2 separate regions of the Hordeum vulgare genome follow, and region 2 is linked to region 1. The links are chromatin contacts, called in public Hi-C maps. All regions are on one chromosome and are shown on one strand. The core of a region is the stretch at or near the end of the contact, and the rest is flanking DNA. Distances in the headings are between cores, read along the strand shown.

What was found. Hi-C and Micro-C count contacts between places; a contact is called where the count stands out from the background.
Region 2: a Hi-C map of leaf shows a contact between it and region 1, with 10 times the contacts expected there. The contact joins the promoter of LOC123430073 here to the promoter of LOC123430024 in region 1. A contact is called at or near these places in 1 of 6 Hi-C or Micro-C datasets (leaf) and 1 of 1 datasets of contacts at active chromatin or transcription factors (embryo).

Annotation. Positions count from the first base shown.
Region 1 is chr1H:249,766,127-249,772,095 of MorexV3_pseudomolecules_assembly, reverse strand. It overlaps LOC123430024, which reads left to right and starts at 4,662. Exons shown (of 1, transcript XM_045113957.1): 1 at 4,662-5,969. The coding sequence starts at 4,804.
Region 2 is chr1H:250,431,930-250,437,886 of MorexV3_pseudomolecules_assembly, reverse strand. LOC123430073 (E3 ubiquitin-protein ligase RZFP34-like) reads left to right here and starts at 4,193. Exons shown (of 11, transcript XM_045113991.1): 1 at 4,193-4,394; 2 at 4,483-4,570; 3 at 4,730-4,789; 4 at 5,646-5,678; 5 at 5,770-5,847; 6 at 5,939-5,957. The coding sequence starts at 4,369.

The DNA of each region.
Region 1 (5,969 bases), core at 3,413-5,912:
ATGAGAGGAAGAATGAAGAAGAACACGAAGAACTCCAATATCTAGACCCAATGGGTCCCCCTCACTTAGAGGAGAAAATGATTGGTGGAAATGTGGATCTAGATCTCCTCTCTCTTTTCCCTCAAAACTAGCAAGAATCATTGGAGGGATTGAGAGTTAGCAAGCTCGAAGAAGGTCAACAATGGGGGAAGAACACGAGCTAAAGAGATAAGGTTTAATGGGGAAGAAGACCCCCTTTTATAGGTGGGAAAAAACCCAACCGTTAAGCCTCACAGCCCGCACAAAGCAGTACTAACGCTCATGGGAGCGGTACTACCGCTCGGTAGGTTCACCAACCATGCTGAGGCCAAAAAGGATGCAAAAAACAGTCCGACGGAGCGGTACTACCGCTCTTGGAGCGGTAGTAAAAAATTACTACTGCTCCAGGGGCGGTACTACCTCTCCGAGGGCGGTACTACCGCTACAGGAGCGGTACTACCGCTGGCACCGGGCGCGGTACTACCGCTGGATACTGAAACTGTTGTAACTTTTGCATACGAACTCCGAATTCAACGAAACCAAGTTTGTTGGAAAGATAACGACATGGGCTAACACAATCTTGATAGAAATATAAATAAGAAGCAAGTGAGAAAATTCCCATAATAGAACGGTGAGAACCCTTCTTCGAAGAAGACCGATAAAAACACCCAACATCGAAAACATCATAGAAGATGCATATGGACTCCGTTTTCGATGAACTCGAGCGTGTCATGAAGATGACAATAAGATCTAAAACTCATAAAGAGGAATACCAAACAAGAACCAAGAAGTATGATGCAAGGATGCAAATGGTTTGAGCTCTCAATGAACGATACAATCAAGCTACTCACTTGAGAGCCCCCCTTGACAGTACGACAATCTATCCTAAAACAGAAAACCTATCAAGGGCAAACCTATACCTTGCACCTCGTCCTCTTGAGCTAGATGACGATGATCTTGGCTTCCTCAAGATGGACCACCTTTCTTGCTTGTGTTGGCTTGATGAAGACTAGTTGATTGCTCCCCCATACACACTATGGGTGAGCCGCTCTTCAACATATCTTCACAAGTCCATTGCCACCATCCTCCATCACTTGACATCATCCTCCATGGGTTGTATGAGATATTCCTCTTGCTTGTGTTGGTTTGATGAAGACTAGTTGATTGCTCCCCCATACACACTATGGGTGAGCCACTCGTCAGCATATCTTCACAAGTCCATTACCACCATCCTCCATCACTTGACGTCATCCTCCATGGGTTGTATGAGATATTCCTCTTGACGCAAGCCCATGGAAACACACCTAACCCCACATAGAACTCTCAAGAAGACCAGGGGTTAGTACACAAATACGTACTGGACAATGCTTACCATACCATGGGATCACTTGATCCCTCTCGGTACATCTTGTACACTTTGTGTGTTGATCATCTTGATTTACTCTTTGTCTGACGATCTTGATCAACCTTGTGTCTCTATGACCATTCTTTGGATAATACCTTGAATACCACCTTGGTCATCATATAAACTCCTTGAACCCAACAGATGGACTTCAAGAAGTGCCTATGGACAAATCCTATAAATATAACTTAAGGCAGCCATTAGTCCATAGGAATTGTCATCAATTACCAAAACCACATATGGAGATATATGCTCTAACACCATGCAATGTTCCCCAACAGAGGGTTGACTTGCAATTGGGACACCTACAAAAGTAAAAGAGGTGCATTTGCAAGCTAATGGTTTAGTTGGAAATAGGGCGGCTAGAACCTACAAAAAACTCGGTTGCGAATCGAGGGTGTACATGCAACTGGGCAAAAACAACTACATACCCAATTGTGAGTGAAGGTTGGACTTGCAACTGGGCCAAAATAAAAAATGCGGGCCCAGTTGCAAGTTGAATGTGTACTTGTAACTGGGATGAAAAACAAACTACATGCTCTGTTGCGAGTCGAGGGTGAGCTTGCAACCGAGAAAAAAACATTTACATGCAGGCTTGCAATTGAGGCGAAAACAACTAGGTGCCCAGTTGCTAGCCGGGGGTGGGCTTGCAACTGGGAAAAAAAATAACTACATGCCCAGTTGCGAGTCGAGGGTTGACTTGCAACTGAAACGAAAACCAAACTACAAGGTCTAGTTGCGAGTTGAGGGTGAGCTTGCAACTAGAAAAAAAATAACTACCGGGTCCAATTTCGAGTCGTGGGTCAGCTCGCAACTGGTACACAAATAACTACTAAGTCCAATTGCGAGTCAAGGATAGACTTGCAACTAAGACAAAAACAACTACGTGACCGAGTTGCGAGTCGAGGATGAGCTTGCAAATGGAACTAGAAACAACTATGAGCCTAGTTTGCGGGTCGAAGATGGACTTGCAACTGGAACATACAAAAAATAGTCCTAACTACGAGTCAAAGATGGACATGCAACTGAGAGAAAAACAAAAAGGCAGTCCGAGTTGCGAGTCGAAGCGTGGCTTCCAACCGGGATGAAAACAACTAGGAGCCCACTGTGAGTCGAGGGTGTACATGCAACTCGGATGACAAAAAACGTGTGAGTCGAGGGTGGGTTTCAATTGGTGTGACAATAGTTGCGAGTCAAGGATGGACTTGCAACTAGGATAACAAAAAAAAATATACCAACTGTAAGTCGATAGTGGGTTTGCAACTCGGGTGAAAATAACTACAGGTTCAATTACGAGTCGAGAATGGACATACAACTTTCATTTACTATACACATGCAACACACATTACGTTGACAGAAGAAAAATGATACATCTACAGGACAACATGATGAACGAACAAAAAACAAACACGTTAAAAGGCCTCACACAATGATAATAGCGTAACGAAAACATGGCCAACGACAAGAACAATGACTTATGTACATATATATAAACATTTATGTTCGTACTAATGTTAAAATTAGTTTATTTTATTTTTGATGTAGAAAACGAGAGCGGTGTTTCTCTCTCGGGCTCATCTGCACCGGCAGTCACGGAAAAAATCGAAAAAATAGTAGAAAAATTCAAAACAATCCAATTTTCTTTTGTGTGGTAGATAATTTGATGCGTGAGGAACGCTTCAAATTTTAATTTATTTGAACGTCTGAGTAGCTCTCAGCTGTTGTGACCCCATTAGCCTTTTTTGCCGAGAGCTGCTCAGATGTTTAAATATGTTAAAATTTAAAATGGACCTCACGCATCAAAATATCTACCACATAATTTTTTGGATTTTTATTATGTTTTTATTTTTTAATCAACCGGAGCAGATGATCCTCGAAGGAGACTTGGATTTTCGGTAGAAAACATGCTACACTAATAAAGATAGAGAAGGAATGTGATATTTCAAATTCCCAACTAAGCGACAACCAGCGGTAAGTATGAGCATTTACCTAGCCTTTAGGAGCTTTACATCGTTCTTTCTTCCACGAGAAGAAAAAGGAGATCTAGCCATTGCCCTCCGCTAGAAAGAACAACAGTGGAGGACGACATTCAAATGGTCACGCTGCTATTTGCGACAGCGCAGACAACATCTTTTTACTGCAATCATCTTGACTTTTTTTGTTAAGACCGATAATAATTTTTGCTACAATCAAGTGGCATGATATGACTTGCGATGATGGTAATGATGTTTTTGCTACAACTGTCGTAAACTTTTGCTACAATCGATGACACAAAATGTTACAACCAAACGGCCATGCTATGGCCTGCGAGACTGTAAGGTCAATTTTGCTACAACGGACAACACAAATGTTGCGACCGACACGACAGGATGCTGGGACGGCATGCACGGTGAGCTATAACCGGCGCGATAACATTTTTTATTGCAGCCATTGTCGATGTTTGCTACTACCGACGATTGAAATTGCTGCGACGACGAAGGCCATGCTTTTACGACCATTGAGGTATCTTCCTCGACGACGACTGAAGACGATGAGCACGGGGCGGTCGGGGGCGAGCACGAGGTAGTCGCCTGCGCAGGTAGCCTAGAGCGAGCACGACAACTATGTTTCCCCCTAAAATTTTCTCGTATGGGAGATGTCAGCGAGGGGATGAAGAAGAAGATTGGCTCACATCTAACGATGGCATAAAACGCATCGATCGGCTGGGGCAGTCCGGTCAAAAATTTCAACCAGCGTAGAAGCCTTTCAGTTCCTTAAAAAAGACTTACGAATTTTAAAATTTTATTAAACGGTTCAATAGTTAGATACTCCCTTCGTTCGAAATTACTTATCACATAAATATATAAAAATAAATGTATATAAAACTAAAATATATATTAAATATATTTATTTATATCATAAGTATTTTCGGACGAAGCGAGAATGAGATAACTAATGGCATGTTTGGTTCATGACTAACTTTGCCATAACTAACCTTAGATAAAGTGTGGCTGTCAAAAAAGTGTGGTTAACAAAATAAACACCATAAGTGTGACAATATTTGATAAAAAATTAAGTCTATGACATATATGAATCATATACCTATAAAAATGTGACAAACCATAAATGTGTTTAAAGTATTGTGCCATGACTAAAGTTAGATATGACAATCTTAGACCGCGAACAAACAGCCCCTAAAATGTGAATTATCGAAACTGTTCGACAAAGTCATCAACTCAAGCGCGACCGCGTCCCCCAGTAAAAAACTGGAGTAAACTGCACTCACACGGTCACACCGCTTTCGTCAGCTCAGCTCGTTCTGTCCCCCTGTCGGCGCCCCAGACAGATCCCTCCCCCTCGCCGTCGCTTCTCAATCCGCGCCTCCCTCTTCCAGATCCGGGCGAATGCTGGGGCGAGGGGTGGGGATGTCGGCGCCGCTGTGGCGCGGCGGCGCACTCGACCTGCGCGCGGCGCTGCGGTCGGGAGGCAACCTCCTATTCGGGCTCTTCGTGGCCGCCGTTCTCGCGTTCACGCTCCTCGCCGCCGTCCACAGCCCCGACGACCCGCTGCTGCACCCTTCCTCCCACCAGCTTACCGCGTTCCTCACCTCCGCCACCTCCAACTCCACCTTCCTCGCCGACGACTCCGTGCTCCGTACCGGGGAGGACTTCGCTACCGGCTCCAACTCCTCCGAGGACGCCCCCACCACTGCGGGACCCAAGTTCATCGAGCTCTCCGATGTTGGATCCGAGAAAACGGAGGCAGAGACGGAGCAGTCCGTCACCGTCGATACTGACGCCGATTCCAACTCGGCCGCCCAGGAGGAGAAGCCTATCGTCGAGGCTGTTTCCTGCGACACGGAGGCGCCGGTGGACTGCACGGGGGACAGGGAGCTCTTCAACCTGCTCATGCGTACGGCGATCGAGAGGTTCCCCGACCTCCACTTCTATCGCTTCGGCCGCCCCGTCGTCGTGCCGGAGAGCCCCATGGCGTGCGACCTCGCCTGGCGCTTCCGCCCAGCGGAAGACGCCAGAGGACGCACCACCTACTACAAGGACTACCGCCGGTTCACGCTCGCCCGCGATGTCAACACATGCTCCCTCGTGGTGGGAAGCGTCGGCGAGTACCACTCCGGCACCGGCGCCAAGCGCAGTGGGCGACGCAAGGGCAAGAAGGGCAAGAAGGGAAAGCGTGAGGCACCGGTGACCACGGACTTCGTGCCAGCCAAGACCCAGATGAGGATCGACGAGAATGGTGCTAATGCGGACACCACAACCGCTGCAGACCAGGTGTTTGTTGTCGGCGATGCCGTCAATGACAGCATGCCGGTGGTCGCTTCTGAATCCGATTTCAGCCGTGGAAGGTACCTCATTTATATGGGCGGTGGCGAGAGGTGCAAGAGCATGAACCACTACATTTGGGGTTTCTTGTGTGCGCTAGGCGAGGCGCAGTTCTTGAACCGGACGCTTGTCATGGACTTCAGCGTCTGCCTCAATTCACGGTATACCGCCAGTGGCAAGGACGAAGAAAAGGATTTCAGGTTCTACTTTGATTTTGAGCACCTGAAGGA
Region 2 (5,957 bases), core at 2,944-5,443, 670 kb before region 1:
TGATTCCCGCACTGAGTGGATTTGACATATCTGCCCGAAAGATTCGTCGTGAAGTCACGGTCATGCGCCAACATAATCACGTGTGACATCAAAGTGAAGAGCTGCAAAGTTTGTTAAAGTTTCAAAGGAGTCCCATGACCCAACGACATTTGAGCCTCGAAGGAGACCCGACCACAAGATCCAACGAAGCAGTAAAAGATATAGCTAAGAGATATGGAGTTTAACATGGATAAATCCAAATTAAACTAGGGCCTAGTGTTGGGGATGTTTCCCAATGTTAAAACCCGGCAATTCGTTGACCCGATGAGGAAGCTAAAAGCTTTATGGGGTAGTTCATTTCCGGGTTAAGAAAATGATGTCACGAAGGAGCCGGAGGCCCATATGAGACCCGGCCCGTTTGGCCAGCCCACGTACCGGGATTGTGCACCAGCTTACAGAAAACTTAAGGGATGTTTTCCTAACTTGGGAGATACGTTTATTGAGTGTTAGACTAGGACATGGGTTGGCAGTATGACCCTGATTCTCATGTAAACCTAGGGACTCGACCTATTATATAAAGGAGAGTCCCTAGGACAAAACGATCAAGTTGCAATCTCTTGAGAGCTAGGTTAGCGATTCTACACCCTTGTAATCGACATCACCATCAATATCGAGCAAGCAGGAAGTGGGTCTTTATCTCCACCGCGAGGGGCTGAACCTTGGTAAACTTGTGTCCTTTGTTCCCGATTAACCTTGTCCAAGCGACCACCTAGTTATGATGGCTCCTAGACTTAGTTCTTTCATGAGGACATCCGTCGTGAAAAAACCACAACACTTCACATGGCGTTGATTCGTTTCATCAAGCACATCCTCCATGGAGATCTTGCAACCCCATATCATCTTGGCACCAAAGCTTGGGTTGAGACGGTAGGATCTTGTATCCCTAGTTTAGTTCGTGTTCATGTTCAACCTAAATCCACACAATAGCCCCACAACAAATAGTCCTTCTAGAGTAGTCGTGCACCAAAGGCCCTATCCGGCCTCACAACACTTCTCCCTTTGATTGAGCCCGTGAAGTCAAGAATCTGCTCCACCTCCCGGTCCATTTCCCATTGGATGCTCATGATCATAAGCATCTCAGCTTCTTTGTATGAATCCGATGAAAAGAAGAACTCCTTTTGAAACAATTCATCAAGCTTTGTGGGTCCATATTCATCGTCCGACGAATCAGTAGAATCCATCATTTACTACAGAAAATGGGTCGGACATTCTGTCGTACATATGGAGGGCAAGGTGTAGTCCAAGAGTAGCCGGAGAGTATCACGGCAGCGTTCGGGCCGGCGACCGTGTGAGCAAGACCATAGGGGAAGTGTTTTGGTGGTGATGCTGAAACTACAGGCTGAGTACGGCAGCAGAGCTAGGGGAGGGACGACGTAGACGAGGTAGAAGAGAGGAGAGGAACACGGACGAATATGCAAGGTGGGGGGGGGGGTTGATGCAATTTGAGGTGGGGTTTGGTATGTCTGGTCTGATGTGCTCGACGCACTCGGGCCTTCCCATATCCACCCCAAATTTGGGCTGGATATGAGGGGCGCCAGTGCGCCCAGACGTTTGAGATCGGTTTCAGGCGTCCGTCTCACTTGGTTATTGCCATGCATGACACATATGAACATCATTTAATATTCTCTTTGTCCTGGAATAATTGTCTTAGATTTGTCTAGATACAAATATACCTAGACATGTTTTTAGTGTTAGATACATCTGTATTTAGAAAAAATTAAGACAAAGGTAATGTGAGACAATATCATATCGTATACTCAATCCACTTGTCTTTAGTTTATAATTTTGGGCCATCAAGAATGGCTAGTTGACATACATATTATCTATGACTAGTAAGTATACCATGAGTAATGTAGTCCTAGATTGAGATTAATCATGTTGTTGCACTCGCAAAATAATCTCTATTTTGGAATATTAAAAAAATAACAACAATAAAGAAATTTTGGTGCAACAATAGCAATAGAATTTTGATTGATCGCCTTGTCATCCTCATATGAATTGCCTCCTCCGACCATGATGACACTACACGACGCCGCTTAATTATAAGCTTTACCCGGTGGTGTTCACCTTGCGAGAATTTCACCATATCTTCCTAAGCCTAGTTGGTGAGGGGATAGTATTCAGTGGTCAGCACCTTTCGGCAATTTTATCATATGTCTAATATGCCAATTGAACAACACACGGATGAAAAATCCCATAATAACAAATTCTCTGTCCAGATACGAAGGCTGATGGGATGGGATCCCACATGATCACTAACAAGAACTGAATGTTCCAAACGGAAACTAATGGGATCAAGGTAAAATAGACGACCAAACCTGATAATGTAGCCTGTAGCGGCCGGACACTCCTCACACACCTCCGCTGCTGTATGAGAGAACTGTTTTGGTTCAAATATATGGGTCAAATATGATGGGATCAAAATAGTTCTTTCAGATGCGTGAGAGATGGTGGCGCCCCGTATGCCACTGCAAGTTGCTAGATTTTCCATCCGTGACCTCCTCTGCTCCTCCCACGGTCTTACTGTCTCCCACCATCGGTAGCCACCAGAAGATCTCCCACCAGCCATTGCGCCACCAGCCGGTGTCCCGCTATGCATCGCCACTCTCTGCCCCTGCCATTGGAGTGGAGACATGGGGTTGATGCAGTAGAGTCTACAAGGAAAAGATGGGATTGCGCCACCACCCCGTGTCCCGCCGCCCGTTGCGCCATGAGTCGGTCTCCTGCCGTCCGTTGCCACTCGTTCGTCCCTGACATGGCAGAGGAGAACATGGGTGTGTGGCAGTAAAGCTTAAGGGGAGAAAATGAGGTGGAGCAAGGACAGGGAGATCGAGTTACCTAGGTTGTCACTCATCGATGCCATAGACGCACCGCTCCTGCTCATCGCCCTCCCCGCAGCAGGAGGTCAGCGACGGTGATAAAGCCCCATGAGATCTAGAGCGATGGAATTGGGGGAAGGTGGGAGCCTAGAAGGTCGGACGACGTGGGTAAGTGATTTTTTTTTCTTTCGAGCGAGGAGGCCTTTCTTTGGCACACGCGCGGAGGACGGATCGAACGAGGCGAGGGAAACGAGGTTGAACCATCACGACAGCAGATTCTTCTTTAAAGATACTTTCATTATGACCAACCTCAAAACACCCCAAAAAATGCAGATGCATTTTACACAGTGTAGGTCTTCTTTTACGAATATAGAATGTAGGTTATTTAAATAAAAGGTTGTGAGTATCAATTTTTTTAAGAGAAAAATTCTGATCTATTTATTTTCAATCATAATAGTACAATGAATATAAAAAGAATAATAAAAATCATATCTAGATTTGTAAACTACATAGCAACGATTCTTATCATCAAAGCGAGCCGAAAGCGCATCGTCGTCATCATCCACCCTTCACCGAAGGCAAACAAAACATTGTGTGTAGACAATTAGAAAGTGGGCAAGTAGGATCAGTGCATGCTGTGGGTAACCTTGAATGGTACGTGCACAAGCTGGTCCGGCGACCCCGCACGCTATCCGCTCCTACGTCTACGTGTAACCGCCGTCATCCTAATCCGCTTCCAGCCACGGCGCCGTTCTACTCTCTATCTGGTCCGCCGACTCCGTGGGCGCGTATCTTATTGCTGCTGCCGGCAACTTGCCTTATTTTTTGTTGGCGCGGATGGTGATTGACGGGTTCATCGGTACAATTAGCCTTTCCAGCTCACGTCTAGTGCATCATCCCAACAAGTTTGCTTCGAACATATCGTCAAATAAATAAAAGAGGATAAAAGAGTTGACATGGTTATGTCCACTGCATCTCAAAAGGAAATTCCTTACAAAAAAAATTCTGGGTGAGAGTCTTCTTTTTTACATTATTATAGGGAGTATTAAATTTTACATTATTGTACGGAGTATTAAACTTGGAATTCTTGTCATGGAAAGAAGAAGATGGCGCACAAACTCCTGTCTCAAACTAAATTTCTTAATTTTAATATATTTTTGTATTAAAGTTAATATAAAATTAAGATGCATATTTTAAAACGAAAGGAGTATAAAACTTGAACTCCTGAAATGAAATGAAATGAAAAGAAAAAACAGAGAAGCTGGTCCAGGTCCAGGTCCAGCCCCCCACCCGGCAGTCCGCCTATATACCCGGCCCGCGTCCCGCGCTTCTCCTCCAACACGCACAGCACAGCCTCCCCATTCTTTCTTACTAATTCCCGCCGGGCGCGGGCGCGGGCGCGGGCGCGGACGTAGGGCAGCGAGGCTCTCCCGGACCCCCGCCTCCTTCCTCTCTTCCGGCGGAGCGGCGTCGCCTCTCGGAGGCACGAAAGCGGGAGACGGCCGGACAGATGGATTTGGGGGCAGAGCAGCACGGGTAAGCAAATCAAACCAAGCAGCTTTTCAGTTGGAGGGAGACGGTCTTTCTCGGGTTTACCGCTGATTCGATGAGTTCCGGGGTGAAGCTGCGAGCATTACACGAGGAGGTGCAGGATACGGGCGCCCTGCTGCGGCGAGGTCTTCGGCTGCCGGCATTGCCACAACCAAGCTAAGGTCTGCATACACCGCCCTTTTCCTTTTCCTTTTCCTTTTCCTTTCTCCCCAACGCCAACGCCAGCGCCATATGCCGTGCGGTTTTTGGGTCGGTCCGACTGTGCTCTGAATTCGGAGCAGTTCTGAGACATTTGGGCTTGTCTGTGTTGGTTGCTGCAGAATTCGCTCGAGGTGGACGTCCTCGACCGGCACGACATCCCCCGCCACGAAATCAGCAAGGTGCGTGTGTGTGCTCCGTAGCACCCTCTGTTACTTAATTCAACCCCAAGTCATTCCTTACTTTGATGTACGCCTTGGACCTTCTTCTTCCTCCTCCACTGGCCACTGGGTACCGGCGGTAGAATTGCAATCCCAGTTGCTCACTCCCTTTCAACCCTGTGGTCATGGCTATGCACGCATGGACAGTTCCAAGCCACCAACTGCCATGCAGTGGCCAAGGGAGCCCGGTCGCCCATCCCAACATCTTTTTTCTTTCGCCCGGTTTCGTCAGATAAGGTTTATCTTGAATGACGGCCCGCCGGGTCTTGATATTTCTGTTTTATATTCCGATTCTCGCCATCAAGATGGGCGCAAGTGGCCGGCATCTGTGGTCATCCACGCCACATGATTGTTAGGTAGGCCCGTCCGTCCATGCGGCGGATGCGACGATGTGTCGGCGTCGCCACACGGAAGGCGGCTTGGAGAAAAAGGGGAAAGGGGAAAGGCAGTCGAAGAAATGGAAAGGGCAAAGGATGCTTCGCTGTCAACCAAGATTATTTTTTCTGATTTAACGGCACTTCAATGATTGAGCTGGCGCATAATTGAAGCGCATGATTGCATCCGGTAGCCATGTACTCCTAGCTACCTGGTCCATGGATGGCGCATACCTGATTGCATCCGCCATGTGTCCATGTCCACTAGCTCTCTGGTCATATAATTGTATTGACCAATAATACTAGTGGACTTCTTATTCTCTCTTCTATTTTTCTCTCCAAGGAAAACACTAGTCAGTACTCAGTAGGAATCATAAGAACTCACCTACCTAATGTAGGATTGCCTACTTACTGAAGCTACTCTACTTTGTGATGTGTCACAGGTCATCTGCTCTCTCTGCAACAAAGAACAGGATGTACGTGCCTACTGACAAGCGTTCTACAGTAATTTTCACCTTTTGGCTGTGCTAGTGGCATGACATGAAAACTGCTCGTTTGGATCAACAGGTGCAGAAGAACTGCTCCGGTTGTGGGGCATGCATGGGGAAATACTTCTGTGAAAAATGCAACTTCTTTGACGATGATGTACGCGTGTTCACATTCCTGAGCCAAGGATTAGTTACTCTGTTAAGCATTCTCGTATTCGATGTCTGACAGCCATGTTGCTTTGTTGCAGATCTCAAAGAACCAGTATC